3 separate regions of the Mus musculus genome follow, and regions 1 and 3 are each linked to region 2. A link is a contact called in public Hi-C and promoter capture Hi-C data. All regions are on one chromosome and are shown on one strand. Each heading gives the region's core, a stretch centred on a gene start, on an enhancer-like site or on the middle of the called end of the contact. The rest is flanking DNA. Distances are from core to core; before and after follow the strand shown. Region 1 overlaps Fcho2 (FCH domain only 2). Region 2 overlaps Tnpo1 (transportin 1). Region 3 overlaps Gm35215 (a long non-coding RNA gene).

What was found. A called contact is a pair of places that touch in the nucleus more often than the background predicts. Capture Hi-C pulls out chosen DNA fragments and counts their contacts.
Region 1: a contact with region 2 is called in a promoter capture Hi-C map of liver. The contact joins two enhancer-like sites. A contact is called at or near these places in 1 of 15 datasets of contacts at CTCF or cohesin (the NIH/3T3 cell line), 6 of 484 Hi-C or Micro-C datasets (CD8 T cells, LSK cells, germline stem cells and 3 more), 1 of 115 datasets of contacts at active chromatin or transcription factors (microglia) and 3 of 9 other capture datasets (adipose tissue, liver and pancreatic islet).
Region 3: a contact with region 2 is called in a Hi-C map of liver, with 2.2 times the contacts expected there. The contact joins two enhancer-like sites. A contact is called at or near these places in 1 of 15 datasets of contacts at CTCF or cohesin (pro-B cells), 10 of 484 Hi-C or Micro-C datasets (B cells, CD8 T cells, the N1E-115 cell line and 5 more), 3 of 115 datasets of contacts at active chromatin or transcription factors (bone marrow-derived dendritic cells, embryonic stem cells and intestinal villus epithelium) and 3 of 9 other capture datasets (adipose tissue, liver and pancreatic islet).

Annotation. Positions count from the first base shown.
Region 1 is chr13:98,793,994-98,797,171 of GRCm38.p6, forward strand. It overlaps Fcho2 (FCH domain only 2), which reads right to left. Exons shown (of 26, transcript NM_172591.3): 3 at 2,300-2,374. Among named protein-coding and RNA genes, the nearest start is that of Fcho2, 20 kb to the right of the region's middle. Within about 2 kb of position 1,663, at least 5 of the 459 cell types and tissues checked have an H3K27ac peak or open chromatin away from gene starts, as enhancers often do. A contact at or near this core is called in liver, where this site is marked.
Region 2 is chr13:98,866,524-98,869,933 of GRCm38.p6, forward strand. It overlaps Tnpo1 (transportin 1), which reads right to left. Exons shown (of 24, transcript NM_178716.3): 8 at 523-645. Among named protein-coding and RNA genes, the nearest start is that of Gm34995, 52 kb to the left of the region's middle. Within about 2 kb of position 1,543, at least 50 of the 459 cell types and tissues checked have an H3K27ac peak or open chromatin away from gene starts, as enhancers often do. A contact at or near this core is called in intestinal villus epithelium and liver, where this site is marked.
Region 3 is chr13:98,941,075-98,944,003 of GRCm38.p6, forward strand. All of the region lies in intron 1 of Gm35215 (a long non-coding RNA gene), which reads right to left. Among named protein-coding and RNA genes, the nearest start is that of Gm35215, 3.4 kb to the right of the region's middle. Within about 2 kb of position 1,472, at least 40 of the 459 cell types and tissues checked have an H3K27ac peak or open chromatin away from gene starts, as enhancers often do. A contact at or near this core is called in intestinal villus epithelium and liver, where this site is marked.

The sequences.
Region 1 (3,178 bases), core at 413-2,912, 72 kb before region 2:
AAATTAACCCTTCGTTCTGGAGTTGTTACAGTTTATATTACATAATTATTCTTTTCACAGATGTTACACTATGTTTTCTACAGCAAATGAAGTCTTACTAATTTTCATTTTATAAGGAATATAAATTTTTAACTAATAGAAGGAATTTAAAAATACTTTAATCATTTACATGAAGTTTATCTTCTAGGTGATTTGCTGTTGCTGCTGCACCCAATCCTAAGATTGGGTCTCACTCTGTAGCCTATGGAGGCTGCTCTCATACCTTCCCATCTCAGTCTCCTTATGCTGGGATTACAGGTCATGTATTACCACTTTAGATCACTTCAATGAGTTTTTAAAGATCACTGCTGAAGTGCAACAAAAATTAAATGAACTTTCAGAAAACTAGAATAGTACTTTATACATATTTAATTGCAATCTCAAAACCTAGCAATATTAAATCAATACACTGAAAAACTAATTTTCATGAAGCCTTAATCCTAGACAAAGAAGTCCAGGCAACCAAGAAACACTAAGAAGAAAAGAATAGTCTCCATGGCAGAGCTCCTCAGGGGGCTCCAATTCCAACAGTCAGCCCTGAAGTCACATACAACACTATAAGTACTAAGGGGGTTGTATTTATATGTTTATACATACATAAACATGTAAATCTATGTAATGACATTTAAAAAACCAGAGGTATGAATCTGAGTGAAAACAAAGGAGGGTATAGGTATGAAGGGAAGGGAGAAAATGTGGTTATATTTTAACTTCAAAATTTTTTATAGAAAAAGTTTCATTATCTTCGTACTGACTGATTCAGTAACTAAATGACATTGCCTACCAGGAATATATTTATATGTATGAAACAGACATTTTAAGTAGGTACTCAATATAGTCAGCCACATGCTCACAGTGACATTTTGTTGCATAATCATATATGCAACAACAGACATCAACGGCCATAACCTTATCACTAAGTTTTCTCATAGACATTTTAGTTTTTGTAAATATACTCTAAGATATTTACAAATAACAAAATTGCCTAACAACACACTGTAGCTTTAGATTTTTTACTCAACCTACTCAAATGGTTCTTAAATGCTTTAACCTCCCTTCTAGCCCACCACCCACCAGATGTAGTGAGAAAAAAAGAAAGGTTATTAAGATTTGGGGGAAGTGGCCAGGCGTGGTGGCACACGCCATTAATCCCAGCACTCGGGAGGCAGAGGCAGGGGGATTTCTGAGTTCGAGGCCAGCCTGGTCTACAAAGTGAGTTCCAGGACGGACAAGGCTATACAGAGAAACCCTGTCTTGAAAAACAAAAAACAAACAAACAAAAAAAAAGATTTGGGGGAAGTGGACCTGTTTAGAAATTGTTCTTTGGAGCAAATCCCATTTGCATTGTCAGGAAATCAATAGCTCAGTTCACAGGATTCAGCAGTGGCAGCTCGATCCACTGGCAAATACTTCATGAATATACCAGCAGAGACAGCCAGGCCTCAGCTGAATCAGCACAAGTCAGCAGGAGGGACCAGGACCACCAGGGACAGACACCGGGAGAAGTTATTAGTTGTGTCTCCCTCAACAAAGCAAATCAGCTAAGACCAAGAAGTGTTGCTGCAAAGCTAGCTCTACAAGCAAGCCTCTCTCACAGTCCACTGAGACCTATTTACACTCCCTTCAAACATCACATGTCTTCCATGGGTCTTGCCTCAGAATGAGTCTGTACCAGCTGATATCACTCTGCCAATTGGCCTGAGTCCTCCCTCAGAAGTGGCAAAAAGCTGCCAGAACACCACCAGAAGTTTTTTTGGTGCATTTTTCTCTATGGAGTCTTGACAAATGGAGCTCAACTGCGCAATGCAAAGTGGATCAATACTTGTGTGTCATTAGCGAAGACTCCTTCATCATTCATCCTTTCACATGTCTGCTTCAGCCAAACATCTTTTTACCTGGGTCTGCTTCAGCCAAACACTCCTTCAGGAATCCGCCTTAGTGAGACATCCTTTCACCTGTGTCCGCCTCAGCTCAATGTCCCTTCACTTGTCTGCTTTAGCAAAACATCCTTCCAATCGTGTCCACTTCAAGAAAACACTCCTTTATGTGTTTGCCCCAGCAAAACACCATCCGACAGAACTGGCTTTCCAAGGAACCCTTTAGTTTCCACTTTAACACACTTTGAAACTGTATTAGCACTAAGTGATATATATCACTGAATATCATTTTATTTACAAACTCTCAGATGTTTAGCAGAAACCCAATAGTCTCAAGAACTTTGCCTTAATAAATTTTCAAAAACAGCCAGAAATTAACTCACCCAAGTTGTGAATAATTGCTTGCAGATTTCGCTAGTTTTGTCATTGATCTGGAGTATGCCTCTTCTATTGTAGCTCTGTTAAATTAAATTGCTGTTATATTATCTATTGTTTAGTGATCCAAACATAACAAAGTTACAAAACTTTAATTAAAAATGCAAAAATGAAAGCCAGACAGTGGTGGCGCACGCCTTTAATCCCAGCACTTGGGAGGCAGAGGCAGGTGGATTTCTGAGTTGGAGGCCAGCCTGGTCTACAGAGTGAGTTCCAGGACAGCCAGGGCTACACAGAGAAACCCTGTCTCAAAAAATTAAAAAACAACAAAACAAAAAAAAAAAACAAAAATGAGAGCATGCTGCATGTTAAAAAGCCAGCAGGGGACCCCAGTGGATGTCTAAAACCTTGGACAGTGTTAAGGGCTATCCTAGTGGTTTGGATACCTAGTGTCCCCAAAAGTTCCTATGTTAAAGGTTTGGTCTCCGGCTGGTTAACCCAATCACTGAGAATGCAGGAGGTCATGAGGCCTCTGCCCTGAATAATGGATTAATCCTTTGGTGGATTTATAATCTGGAGACATACTGGAGGAATTCTGTAGCCTGGGCAGACAAAGCTCAACCCCAGCCTCCTTACCGTGCTCTGAGCTTCTCCTTATGTGCTCCGAACTTCCTGGTGATGTTAGGTAAGCAGCTCCTACCAGATCCTCTAACTGCTGCTGGCTGCCCTTGCCTCAGGGTCAGGGTAACATAAGTGAATGATCATGGGTAAACACTTTTGAAACTGGGAGCCAAATAAATCCTTTCCTATAGTTTTCTCAATTATTTTCTCATAACAATGGCAAGTATGAATAATAAATTTACATGTACAATAAATATTCTTGCCCT
Region 2 (3,410 bases), core at 293-2,792:
CAAAATTAGGCGAATCATATTGATAATGAAACTACAAACTGACAGATTCAATTTTTAATTTTATTTTATAACAATCCAAGAATACATCACCCAATATCCCCCAAATACCTATAACTCGGCATACTATTTTTAATGAGAATTTCCTAGTCATGATGAGCAAAACCTAGTCTCTATGTTTAAATAATTCCTCCACCGGGCAGTGGTGGCGCACGCCTTTAATTCCAGCACTTGGGAGGCAGAGGCAGGCGGATTTCTGAGTTTGAGGCCACTCTGGTCTACAGAGTGAGTTCCAGAACAGCCAGGGCTACAAAGAGAAACCCTGTGTTGAAAAACCAAAAAAAAAAAAACCAAAAAAAAAAACAAACAAAAAACAAACCAAAACAAAAAAAAAACCCCTCTAATAATAACTTAAATCTCACAAAACAAAACAAAACAAAAACAAAACTGACCAAGAGGATTTACAATTTAAAAACAGCCATATCTATTTCATGTGTCTTCCCTCAAAGGGGATGCTTTGGTTACCTCGACTATGTTGTGCATATGAGGAAGCAGGCGATCCATCCGGACTTCAAGCAACATCACAAGCGCCCGGCACACGTTCTTCCGCACCTCTGCTTCCTCGTCGCCAGCCAGTGCAAAGAGGTTCTGTTGTACACGAAACACAGGTTCCCTCCTAGTTAGACCATAATTTCTATTTTCTCCTTTTTGATTTTGTGGGAAAAAGTCTCTTTGTGCACTGTGGCTAATCTGGAACTCCTTTGTGCACATACACATCTGGGGGTTGCACAAAGTACGAGTGCCCACAGAGGCCAAGTCAGTCCTTGGAGTTGGAGTTGGTTATGCGTCATCTGATGTGGGTGCTGGGAATGAACTCAGGTTCTCTAGATGAGTGGTACTTCCTCATTAAGCCATCTCTCCAGGCCTAAAACACCACTCTTAATGACAGCCAGGCTTTGTGTGCAGGGTATAGGCATGTAAGTGATGCAGGTAAGTAAGTACATGTGTGTGAGAGGAGTGTGTGCACGTGGAGACCAGAGGTATCCCACAGCCAGTCTATTATACTGCTATACCACCACCACCACCACCACCACCACCATTTTAATTAGGTGAGCTCACTCACTAAACCTGAAGCCTCACAATTCTTCTTGACATTTGTTGGTTATCAAGCTGAAGGGATCTCTCCTCCTTTACCCCACCCCAGTGCTGGCGTTATAGGCACACAATGCCATGCTTGGCTGTTTATGTTGAGTGCTAGAAATCAATCTGAGCTAAAGTCATATTACAGACTGAGCCATCTTCCCAGCTGCTCAGCTGTATGTAATTTAAAAAAAAAATTTTTTTTTTTGGATTGCTGTATGTGCAGTCCTAGCTGTCTGAAAGCTGAGGCAGAAGTTCCTGGACAGCCTAAGCTAGATCCTGTTTCAAAGACCCACCCACAAGCTAATTAACAAACTAATGGCACTGCATCATCCTCTGGGTGTAAGTGCTCACTTCCCTATTGGAGCAGCAGAGGGAGCCGGAGAACAACCCAAGCCTAGATCGTTGCTATTCACCAAGTCAACTACCTACCTACTAGTAGAGAGGAAAGTGAACAGTCACCACTCCTGTGCTAATGCTTATAAACTCCTCTAGAAGGTTAATAAGTGGGAGCATTACACAGAATAGTATATCCAATTGTCACAGCCCAAGATACTAATATTATTCATTTCATAGATTAATAATTAGCAGGGGTTAAAAATGTGCCAGCTGGTAAAGGAATTGAAACTAGCCTGCATGGAATCTTAGGTCCACACTGATAATTTTTGACTATAACAAGTTTTTACTAAGACCAAGCCACCTTTAGGATGGGCACAGAAGCTGGTGCCCTCTGGTTGTCCTGAGAGATCAAGAGTTCAAGGCCACTCTAAGATAGACACTAAAGCGAGAGAGAGTCCGCTCAGAGTGAGCATGTACGCTGTGTCCAAAGTCTAACAACCTGAGATTTGCCCCTAGCATTCAGCTGTTGTTTTGTTTTTTCAAAAGGGGAAAACAAAACAAAACAACCTGATGTAGTGACACTCGTTTGCAATGCCAGCAACACCTACAGTGAGCTGGGCTGTAGACAGAGAAGGCGGCCAGGAAGCCCGGAGGGAGGCCTGACAGTCTGCAGTCTATAGCACAGTAGCAGAAACAGGAAATTCAGTCTCAGCAAGGCAGGAGTGAACTGACAACTGTCCCAGGACTCATGCACACACCACTTCTTACAAATCCTTAAACACGCTGGGCTGGGTGGGGCGGGGTGGACAGGTGGAGGCAGGCAGATCCGGGAAGTAAGAGGCCAGCCTGGTCCACAGAGAGAATTCAGAAAGAAGCTGTTGAGAAAATTAAAATGACTCCATCCCTTCTTAGAATTTCAGCTTTTCTGCTTGCTGCAATCAGGAAGAGGTTCTGAAAAGAAACTGCTCTGCTTATGGACTGTGGCCAGATTATTATTTTTTAAAATAGATTTATTTATTTATTTTATGCATGTGAGTGCACTGTAGCTGTGCAGATGGTTGAGATCCTTCATGTGATTGTTGGGGATTTTATTTAGGACTTCTGCTCACTCTGGTTGGCTCTGCTTGCTCCAGTCAACCCTGCTTGCTCTGGCCCAAGGATCTATTTATTATTATAAATAAGTATACTGTAGCTGTCTTCAGACACACCAGAAGAGGGCGTCAGATCTCATTACAGATGGTTGTGAGCCGCCACGTGGTTGCTGGGATTGAACTCAGAACCTCTGGAAGAGCAGGCAGTGCTCTTAACCACTGAGCATCTCTCCAGCCCCCATGGCCAGATCTTAGTCTCTTTCACTAATCTATCATATTATTCATCCCCGTAGCAGCAGCACCCCCCCCCCATCCTGCCCTCACAAATCCCTCCACCATTACCCACTCCCCTTCTCCTCAGAGAAAGGGAATCCCCTCCTTGGGTACCCGCCTGCCCCCAGGGACATCAAAGTGGCAGCATGATCTTCTCCCACTGAGGCCTGACTCAGTCCAACTAGGGGAAGGGGATCCAATGGCTGGCAACAGAGTCAGAGACAGCCACTCCACTTCCAATTGTTAGGGGACCCACATAAAGACCAACCTGAACATCTGCTACCAGTATGTAAGGGCCTAGGTCCAGCCCCTGAATGCTCTCTGGTTGGTGGTTTAGTCTGTGAGCCCCCATGAGCATGACCTTATTCTTCTGCAGTTATGCCACTAAGACATTATTTAGTATTTAAGAGCTAATAGTTTTCTTGAGTCCTCTATATTTATAATGTAAATCAATAGAAAAACAGAAAGTTATTCCTAAATGGTCTGGCCTGTATACTGAGGCCATTTAAGACTACCATGTAATGCAGTTAACAGTCAGGTCAACATTATGTAGCTGTTCTTTTAGTATGT
Region 3 (2,929 bases), core at 222-2,721, 74 kb after region 2:
GGTTTCATTAAAGACATCGTAACTCAGACCTGAGAGATACACTGCTAATGGATCATCACTGACTCGTCTGAGCCCTAATGGGGATTTCCGCTCTATAACTGCCTTTTGAGGAGAGACATGAGGTATCGAGGTCTCTTCTGTCTGTCTAGCTGATTCCTTTCTTACCACAGTCCTCAGGGCTCTGGTCTAGAGTGTGGAGCTGTCTGGAGATTTCTGCTAGTAGGGGTGAACTGGACATTGTATACTGGGTGTTCCAGTAGTTGCTGGCATCCATAGTATATTTGCTTTTTCACATCTAAATCTGCTGGTCATGGTGGCAGTGAATGCGCTTGATCCCAGCCCTCAGGAGGCTGCGTGGGTCTCTGTAACTCTACATAGTGAATTCCAGGACAGCCAGGGCTATACAGTGAGACACTGTCTTGAAACAATACAAACAAAAAACAATAATAAAAATCTACAGCCGGGCGTGGTGGCACACGCCTTTAATCCCAGCACTCGGGAGGCAGAGGCAGGCGGATTTCTGAGTTCAAGGCCAGCCTGGTCTACAAAGTGAGTTCCAGGACAGCCAGGGCTACACAGAGAAACCCTGTCTCAAAACAAAACAAAACAAAACAAAACAAATAAACAAACAAAAAATCTGCAGCACATTTTTGTCAATTGATTAATCAATCAATCACTTTTTGTGGTTCTGGGGATCAACCCAGTTCCTTATACATGTTGGGCAAACACTCTTCCATTGAGCTCCATAGCTCGAGCCCTTAACTGCGTTTCTCTTGCAAGAGTGCCCCTTGGAGACTTAAGAGAGAGCTCAAAGTCCATTCTTGGAAGAGAAACTAATAGGACAGAATGTCATTCTGGAGAAGCTACCAGATAACAGGAGTGACCCTCTGGGACGCAGTGATAACAAGACAATGACTGCATTTGTGGAGCAGTAATGGCCCCCCAGGAGGCCAATCCCAGGGAGAAGCAGGTTTCTCAGAGGCTATAACATGTAGGTGTGTGGTTTCCCTAACTTGGCTGTTAAAGAAACGTGGCCTTCGTGTGCACTTCTGTGGTCTATGGACTTCTGCTTACGCCTTCGTTATTCACTGCACAGCTATTTATTGGCTGTTGATCAAGCGCTGGAGCTAGGCTAGCTGCACAGGTACATAGATGGTTAACAGTCTGCCCTTAAGGACAAAACTACAGGGAGTTAAATATTAACAAATCTAGTGGTGAGGAAAAAAAATTTAAAAAAAAAAGAGGAGAGGAAGTGGTGGTGGAAAAAAATAGAAGCTGGAAGCACGGGCTTCCATGAATGTTTTAAATGCCTCGAATCAAACAAACATAACAAAAACAAACAAACAAACAAAACAACGAGAGAAGAAAGAAAACAAGAGACAGGGGAAATTCCTTGAAGGGAATTTGACAGCTGAAGGAACAGCATTTTGAATTTGTCAGACTTTAGAGAAAGCGAAGGCCTTGCAGCAATCACTAGGGAGCAAAAGTGCACGGAGAACAGGCCAACCAGGAAAGAGCTGCCTGTAGCAGATGTACAGCTTGCTCTTTATGCGGGTCCCAAACAACTGGAGTGGGGGTGGGGTGGGGTGGGAGTGGGGGCTACCCCAGGAGCTGTTGCCTGTAACTGGTATATGTTCTTTTAGCGGGGCTGCCTTGTCTAGACTTAGAGTGGGAGAGAATGCACCTAGCCCTGCTGAGACTTGATGCCAGGGTAGGGGGATACCCAGGGGCCCCCACACACTCAGGAAACAGGAGGAAGGATGGAGGAGGGATTGTGGGAGGAGGGTGACCGGGAGGTGAGGCAGTGAGCAGGATGTAAAGTGAATAAGTAAAATAATAATAATAATAATAATAATAAAATTTTAAAAGTTTTTAGTTGCAATTACATACATCCACATTGAAAGCAACAGTACAGTAATATGTGACATTTAATATGCTTAAGGGCATGTCATAAAATTATGAAGAAGCCACACAAGATCACAGAGGCATCACCACTGTCAATATAGATTGATGCAATAAAGTAATTTAAAGAGTGACTTAGGATTAGAAATCAAGAACAGAATAGCATGCATGCCCTATTGCAACTAAGAATAAGTCAAGTTTCGGTCTTTAATGCTATAGCAGTTATCACGTAGGGTGTTATCCATGCATAAAGGACCTTTTCCTTTAGGGAGGTTTAAGCATTGGTCCCTGGACTTAGACTCAAGGTCATACACATGCCAGGCTAGTCACTACCACTGAACTATCTCCCCAACCCTCATTCCATATTTTTGAGACAGTCTCACTAAGTTGCCCAGGCTGGACTTGAATTTACTCCGAAGCCAAGGTAGATCCTGACCTAGTGATGTTCTTGCCTCCTGAGTCTCTGGGATGAGGCCTATACTACCAGACCAGTGTTATTTTTTCAATCCATGAACATGTAAGTATACAGTGGCTTCATCTTCAAAGCAGAAGTGAAGCCGGATGTTCATTATCCCCAATTTACACAGGAGAAAACTGGGGTGAATGGATAATTACTTAAAATCACATAGCTAGTCAAGGAAAGAGCTAGGATTTGAAATTTCTGTATTCATTATTCCTGTATTGAGTCGCTTCTTTAGGAGAAAAGACTCCAAAACTTCTGGTAGCATCAACATTTACATTGTAAAAAAGAAAGCATGTGGGGAACCACGTGTTCTGCAGTACAAAATGGTTAAACGCGTTATGATTTATTCGTTCCAGAAATAAAAGTTGTTCAGCCACAGTTAGGTTAAGGTTTCTTTCCCCTGGCTGCCAGAGTACGGGCCAGACATTTCTCAAGAGTTACCTGTCCTTTTGGGTCTTCTCCGTGTTTTTATGTATTTGGATCATTTATGAGTGTTGGTAGGTCTTGTCCCAAATGGACAGGTCTCTTGTTCTGCTATAGTGGTCTATGGCTCATACAGTATGC